2 separate regions of the Muntiacus reevesi genome follow, and region 1 is linked to region 2. The links are chromatin contacts, called in public Hi-C maps. All regions are on one chromosome and are shown on one strand. The core of a region is the stretch at or near the end of the contact, and the rest is flanking DNA. Distances in the headings are between cores, read along the strand shown. Region 1 holds the start of TONSL (tonsoku like, DNA repair protein). Region 2 holds the start of PARP10 (poly(ADP-ribose) polymerase family member 10).

Evidence for each region. A called contact is a pair of places that touch in the nucleus more often than the background predicts.
Region 1: a Hi-C map of blood shows a contact between it and region 2, with 4 times the contacts expected there. The contact joins the promoter of TONSL here to the promoter of PARP10 in region 2. A contact is called at or near these places in 2 of 3 Hi-C or Micro-C datasets (blood and muscle).

Annotation. Positions count from the first base shown.
Region 1 is chr12:77,250,394-77,253,975 of mMunRee1.1, forward strand. TONSL (tonsoku like, DNA repair protein) reads right to left here and starts at 1,283. Exons shown (of 26, transcript XM_065902875.1): 1 at 1,210-1,283; 2 at 1,014-1,109; 3 at 731-873; 4 at 118-301. The coding sequence starts at 1,234.
Region 2 is chr12:76,927,244-76,931,215 of mMunRee1.1, forward strand. PARP10 (poly(ADP-ribose) polymerase family member 10) reads right to left here and starts at 1,467. Exons shown (of 10, transcript XM_065902665.1): 1 at 1,104-1,467; 2 at 773-1,027; 3 at 465-701; 4 at 1-386. The coding sequence starts at 1,281.

The DNA.
Region 1 (3,582 bases), core at 33-2,532, 320 kb after region 2:
CACAAAGAGAGGAAGCTAGACAGGGGACCTGCCACATGGGCAGTGAGGCTGTAGCCTCTTCTCCCTGCAGAGCACAGGAGGCCAAAGTCGGGGAGGGCCAGGCCCAAAGGCAGTCACCCTGCAGCTTCTCATCCAGGATAGCCAAGCTTTTCTCGAAGGCATCCTGTGCCTGCTGCAAGGCGTCCTGGGACTGGTCGTGGTCATAGATGTCCAGGTGGGTGCGGCCAATGGTGGCCCAGGCCCTCTGCTGCTCAACGTGGTTGGAGAGGGCACATGCCAGCTCCAGGTAGCGGTGCTGGTGCTGGGGGCAAAGAAGTATGGCCGCTGTGAGCCAACCCCCACCGCAAGCAAGCCCCACATGTCCCCCAAGCCCCCAGGTGCAGGCCGAAACCAGGCTGCACACACACTGTTTCCTCTATGCCAAGCACTGCCTGCTGGGACGGTGGCACCACATGCTAACCAGCCAATCATGCAAGGAGAAACTGACTGGGAGTCATTGGTGCTGCGGGAACACAGAAGCCAGGGCAGCTCTGTGTGGATAAAGGGTCTGGAATCCCACCCAGCCAGCTCCCAGTGATTTCAGCTCCAGTAACATATTCATCAGTGGTTTCTGGAGCCACATTCCCAGAAGAGGCTGTGGTGCGTGCATCCCGAGGGCTCTGCCCCCAGGAGATGCGAGCCTGGGAGAGTAGACTGTAGCCAGCGTTGGGGTGGGCCGGTCTCCGCCCACCTGCAGGGCAGCCGAGTAGTCCTCCATCTCCGCCAGCCGTTCTCCGATCTTGCGGTGGGCCACGGCGCAGCCCAGGGGGTCGTCGGTGGTCTCCAGGAGCTGCAGCTCGTGCTGGTGCTCTCGCAGGGCCTCCGCGTAGCAGCCTGGGTGGGCGGGACAGGTTTCCGTCCGACTGGGCAGTGGGCCAGGGGCAGCAAGGCCAATGGGGAGGCGGCCGGCCGGTACTCAGGAAGCCCCTGCCCCCGGTCCCATGCCCCTGTGGCCCCTACTCCACCCCACGCACCATGGCTGGCCAGGAGCTCCCCTAGCTGGTGGCAGACGGAGGCCTCCTCCCGCAGCCGCCCGCTCCTCTGGGCCTTAGCTTTGGCCTTGCTCAGCTCTGCAGAGAGAGAGACGAGGCCTGAGCGCTGAGCCTCTCCGCCCGGGAGGGCCAGGGCTGTCTCCAGCCCCCGAGCTCGGGCGCTTTTCCCTGGACTCACGGCGAAGCTCGCGCTCCAGGTTCATCCTGCACTCGGGGTTCCGGACTTCGCGCGCTCTCTGCTGGCGCGGCGGCCCCGCCCTCCCCGGCCCCACGCGCAGGTCCGGTTCTGCCGCGGAGCATCTCAGGAAGTGTAGTCCAGGTGCCCAAAGCATCCTGGGAATTGTAGTAGGGCTGCGCTGGGGCCCGAAGCGCGGAAGGGGCCCGAAGCGCGGAAGGCGTCCTCAGCACCCGGGTCTTCCGCGCGCGGAGCGCGGGCCCCGCCCCGCCATCGCAGCCGCCCTTGGGGTGAGGTCTCCCGGGCTCCCGCCGCTTGCTGCCGCTGTTCTGGACACCCGCGCGACCTGCCCTGAGGAACGCACTGCCTTCGCAGGGGAGGAGAGGAAGGCCTCGGGGACCACGGGCACTTGGGCGCTCGGATCTGTGTCCCCGCAGAACCTGCACCAGCCGCGAACGCGCCGGAGTCCTCACACGCGGGGACTCCGACCCCCAGTCCTGCAGGCGGGAGGGGGGTGTTGAGTTCCAAAATGAATTGAACTTCTCGGTGTGCTCGACGGTTGTATTCCTGGAAAACTCAGCGTGCGCTCGATAAAACTGCAAAACCGTCATGTGCTGAGAGGTAAAGGGGGCAGGATTCGAGCCTGGAGCGCTGTGGCCTCAGCCGGGAGATCCGGGGCGTAGGGAGCCCTGGCGGCCTCTACGTGCCCGTCCTCTACCCACGCCTGGAGAACCAAACACCTGCTAGGCCGTGTGGCTCTGTCTCCGCTGCCACTGCGGGCCCCTGGGCCCTAGGTGCCAGGGCTGACGCCCCAAAGGCCCTAGAGGAGGCCTGGAAGGACCGGGAGGCAAATGTAATGAAATGGGGCTTCCCTGAGACCATAAGGAATCTGCCTGCAATGCAGGAGAACTGAGTTTGATCCCTGGATCAGGCAGATCCCCTGAAGAAGGGAATGCCTATCCACTCCAGTATTCTTGCCTGAAGAATCCCATAGACAGAGGAGCCTGGCGGGCTCCCCTAAGAATCAGAAATGGAATCACACCCAATGGGGTAAAACTCTCAGCCAGTGGATGGGCAGCAAGGCCTGTTGGGGAGGGAGCTGTATGGAGGGCAGCGGGTCTGCAGGTCCAGGGAAGGTTGCCCAGGGCCAGTGGGTGGCTACAGGGCTGGGTTGAGGCTGAGCTTGAGGAGCTGCAGGAGGGCCTCCGCTCAGCCTCCCCTAAGGGTGTGCTGCTCTTCCCTGCCCCCTGCCCTCCCCAACGTGGATCCCAGGGGGGCAGGAAACCAAGGTGGCTGCTTGGCAGGTGGGCTGTGAGGTTCCAGGGGCACAGTGAGATGCAGGATGGGGATGGGGGGAGTCAAGCTGTGGGAACAGACTGTCCCAGCTGAACAGGCTGAGCGTGGAGGGCACCTCCTGACCTCTCTGTGCCTCCAGCCCTCCAGCACCAGCATCCTCAGGGCAGCTCAGGTTCTGGGCCTGATCCCATTTGAGAGAGGACCCAGCTTCTCTAGCCTTGGCCTTCCCCACCCATCAGACAGGGATGCGCATCCAAGGCACTGCCAGCAAGAGCTGGGGGCCTGGGGTGGGGAGACTGAGGTTTGGGACCAGCCTCAGCCCCTGGCTGGGAGGCCCATTGGTGAGGCTGTCTTGTAAGGAAATACAAACAAAACTTGGCTTAAAAATTATACAGACAGAAAATATCGAAAGAAATTATAGACCACAAAAGCAACATAGTATGTTGTAAAAACACCTCTTGACTCCTCTTTTTAGAAAATTATTTTTTATTATTTTTGTAAATGTCTCACTTTGGGCTGAGAAATGTAGTGTTTAAAAGGAAGTGGGGTGAGAGGGGGAAGTGGGGCTTGACCTGTGCCCCCAGGCCTGCCCCCACATCTGCTGAGGTTGCACTCCCACCCTCACCAGCTCAGGATACTAGATGGACTGGGATCCTGGAGACAGACCGCTGGTGCCTTCTCCTTTCTAACAACATGACTCGGACACCCTCCAGTAAACCAGTGACTGCTGGCGAGATGCCACAAGCAGGCACCAGCCTCTGTTGGTGGCCAAGAACACACTACAGTGTCCCAGGGTGCCCTGCTCCATAGGCTGTAAGGCTCAGCTGCTGAGGTGATTGTCACAGGGTGGGGCCGTGGGGTAGATTAGTAGTCTCAGGCATCCCCAGACACCCCTACAGGGAGGGCCTTGCCTGGGCACCAGCCCCCCAACAGTGCTGGCTCTCAGGCCGCTGGAGCTCCTGGGCTGTGCCCCTCCGTGCACAGCTGACCTGGGGTGGCAGAGTGCCGCTCCTCCCGGCCCTCCCCACACACGCAGCGCGGCTCGCCCGGCCCTGGTTTTGTCTCCCAGTCACACACCTT
Region 2 (3,972 bases), core at 217-2,716:
GGCGATCTCCACTGGGTCCAGAGACCCCACAGTCCTCGGGCTCCCCGGCCCCTCCTCTTCTGAGGACCCCCCGGGCCCTGAGCTGACTGGCCCAGCCCGTGCCAGGAATGAGCTGTCCCAGCGAGGGCCTGTGCTCAGAGAGGCTCCTGACTGCCCTGACGCCTCCTCAGAGCCCAGTGTGACATCCCCAGCATGATTCTGTACCCTGGCTGGTCCTCCTGCCTCCTGGAGAACATGCTCGGGGGCCCCAGGCCCCAGCTCTCCTGGGCAGCTCCCTCCACCGGCGTCCTCGGCGAGCTCCTCAGGCTCCAGGACGTCATAGTGGGGGACGAGGCTCAACTCTGAGCCCTGCAGCCGGTGGTCCCGCTGCAGCACCCGCTCGGCCACTTGGAAGAAGGGAAAGAACGGAAGGTCATCAGGGCTCCAAGCCATGATGTGGGACTGCCCTGTCCTGCCCCACTCACCCTGCCAGTGCCGAAAGGAGACCACAGTGCCCAGGTGCCCCGGGAGGCTGCGCATGCCCTCCAGGGGCCCCCCGCCACTGCGGCGCTCATTCTCCAGGTACAGCTCTAGCAGCAGCAGGTCTGCAGGGGGGCCACCTCCTACCACACGCACTGCCCGGGCCTGGGGCACCCAGGCCAGGGAGACCTCAGACCCCTCCAGGCCCAGGGCCCGGGCGTGCTCCTCCAGGACGCCAGCTTCTGTGGGGAGGATGCAAGTCAGCTCAGGGTGCCTCCCCTAACAGGCAGGCCGCCCCAATCCCACCTCTTACCTGCCTCAGAAAGGGGCCTGGGCAGTTGCACCAGAGCGCGATCTGGTCGGGGACTGGCCAGGGCCTGGCAAGGCTGCTCCGGGTGCCCAACGGCACAAAGCAGAGCTTGAACGTACTGCTCCAGGAGCTGGGGTGTGGTGCCAGGAGGCAGTCCTTGGAGCAGCAGGCGCGCAGGGGCGCGTGGTGGGGCTGGCCGCAGGCTCAGCTGAGCCCCCTGGAGAGTGTGCTCTGGCCGGGCCAGGACCCTTGCGGCATCTGTGGACGAGGGGAGTGTGCAGTCAGGGCCAGTGGCCAGCGGGGCCCAGGCTGCCCCTTTCCGTTGGTCCCTCACCTGCAGGCTCCTCAAAGGTGAGGATGCCCCCGCGGCCGAGTCTCTGCCAACTCGCCACAGGCCCACCCCCCGAGCTTCGGCGGTTCTCGAAGTAGAGCATGAGCAGCTCATCCTGGACGCTGGGGGGCAGACCACTGAGCTCCACGGCCGCTCCCGCCTGTGCCTCTGCCTCCCCCATCGCTGCCCTGGGGCCGGAAGAAGGGGCAGGCAGCAGCCCCACCGTTCCGCCTCACGCAGCCCGGGTCCCTTGGCAGCGTTCCCTGACGCCCCCTTCACCATGCAGGTGACCTACATCCCCCCACTTAAGCTCCCCAGCCCCAGCCTGGGCCGCCCCAGTCTGGGCCTTCAGCCGGGACTCCCTCCCCGCACCCTGGGACAGGAAGCAAAAGTGAAACTGTTGCAGGAAGGGAGGAGCCGGCAGTGCTGGGGAGTGTGGCCTTTCAGGTGCTTCACTCCTCAGGCTCCTCCTGCAGGATATTCCAGCCCTGCCCCCGCCCCCCCGCCCTCCCCAGCCCGACCCCCCCCCCCCGACCCCCACTCCCTCAGCCCACCTGTTCTCTCATCTGTCTCACCCCAGCCCAGTGGCTGGCAGGATGTGGGGAGTGGCCCCTGGAGGTCCTCCCCTCCCCCTGGCCCTTCCCTGTGAACCTCAAGACACCAAGCCAATCACCCTCCCTAGTAAATCTGCCTGGGTTCTTGAGCCGTTGCCCCCAACTCAAAGACCTCAAGCCTCTGTGTTCCCTTCCCCCACTGAAGAGACTTTGGGTCTGGTTGAGGCTGGTTTTCTTTTTTATTTGTTTATTTATTTATTTATTTATTTTTCCATTTATTATTAGTTGGAGGCTAATTGCTTTACAATATTGTAGTGGTTTTTGTCACACATTGACATGAATCAGCCATGGATTTACATGTATTCCCCATCCTGATCCCCCCTCCCACCTCCCTCTCCACCGGATTCCTCTGGGTCTTCCCAGTGCACCAGGCCTGAGCACCTGTCTCATGCATCCAGCCTGGGCTAGTGATCTGTTTCACCCTAGATAATATACATGTTTCGATGCTGTTCTCTCTAAACATCCCACCCTCGCCTTCTCCCAGAGTCCAAAAGTCTGTTCTGTATCTCTTTTTCTGTTTTGCATATAGGGTTATCGTTACCATCCTTCTAAATTCCATATATATGCATTAGTATACTGTATTGGTCTTTATCTTTCTGGCTTACTTCACTCTGTATAATGGGCTCCAGTTTCATCCATCTCATTAGAACTGATTCAAATGAATGAGGCTGACTTTCAACTCTCCCCAGCAACCTTGGCGCCTGCACCTGCACTCACCCTTCAACAACTCAAAGGTGGCTGACCTCCCACCTTTCAAGGGCGAGCAGCTCAGCTCCTGACCCTGAAGGGGTACGTCCCCATCACTGCTGGCCCACAGCACTGCCACGCCTCTCGCCTGGCTGCACCTTTAGAACCCACATTCCCTCTTGCCACCCAGTCGCCCCTTCCCTGGTGCCCATACTCCATTGGCTTCCAGCCTCTGGAAGAGTTGTGCCCACAGTGCTCTCCACCCCCACCCCCCCACTTAGCCCTCAGTCACAAAAACTCCGCTCAACCCCTGCTACTTCTGCAAGGGATTGAGGGCCTGTACAGCCTGTACCCTGAGCTGTCCCCACCCTGGTCTGAGCCTCTGCATCTCTCATCTAGACATGTCTCTGACTTCTGAACTGATCTCTCTCTGCCACTCCTGCCCTCTTGCACCGTCCATCCTCAACAGAGGGCAGGGTGTGCCTTATAAGTCGCACCAACAGCTGCTAAAGATTGGACCATGGTAAAGCCAAAGTCCTTTGGAAGACCTGCCAGGTTGAACTGACCAGGCCCCAGTCCCTGCTGGCCGAAAGCCCCCTGCATCCCCCATGCTCTGCTGTCAATGCAGCAGACCCTTCCTCCCTGATGCCTTTGTACTGGCCCTTCCCTCTTCTAGACCAGCCTTTCCCACAGGGCCACCTGGCCACCCCTCCCCCCAACTCACCTTACTAGGCTCTTGGTGGCAGGTTTAACTTGAACTTAAAAGTCTTCAAGGGCCCTCCTAAAGCCCTGACCTCGACTTCACATTTGTCATTTTTAGGTTTTTTTCTTTTAAAAAGGGCCCTCAAATTGTATGAGCTTCTAGTTGTACAAAACCTGAAGTCACCCCTGCCTGCTCTATGCTTTGTCTTCTCATGGAACTAATTGTCAACAAAGGTCCATCTAGTCAAGGCTATGGTTTTTCCAGTAGTTACATATGGATGTGAGAGTTGGACTATAAAGAAAGCTGAGTGCAGAAAAATTGATGCTTTTGAACTGTGGTGTTGGAGAAGACTCTTGAGAGTCCCTTGGACTGCAAGGAGATCCAACCAATCCATCCTAAAACAGATCAGTCCTGAGTATTCATTAGAAGGACAGATGTTGAGGCTGAAACTCCAATAATTTGGCCACCTGATGCGAAGAGCTGACTCATTTGAAAAGACCCTGATGCTGGGAAAGATTGAGGGCAGGAGGAGAAGGGAACAACAGAGGATGAGATGGTTGGATAGCTCACCGACTCAATGGACATAAGTTTGAGTAAACTCTGGGAGTTGGTGATGGACAGGGAGGCCTGGCGTGCTGCGGTTCATGGGGTTGCAAGGAGTCGGACACAAGTGAGCGATTGAACTGAAATGGAACTCATTGCGTTCTAACACAATGTATAATACCATGTCTATACAATGTATAACACAATGTAAAGACAACTGAAGCCGGGGGAAGTTAACTTGACCTCTGGTCCTGGGGCATCTCGAAGCCTCAGTCCCTCAACAGAGAAACAGGGCTAACAACTCCAGCCTTACTGCTTGTGAGTT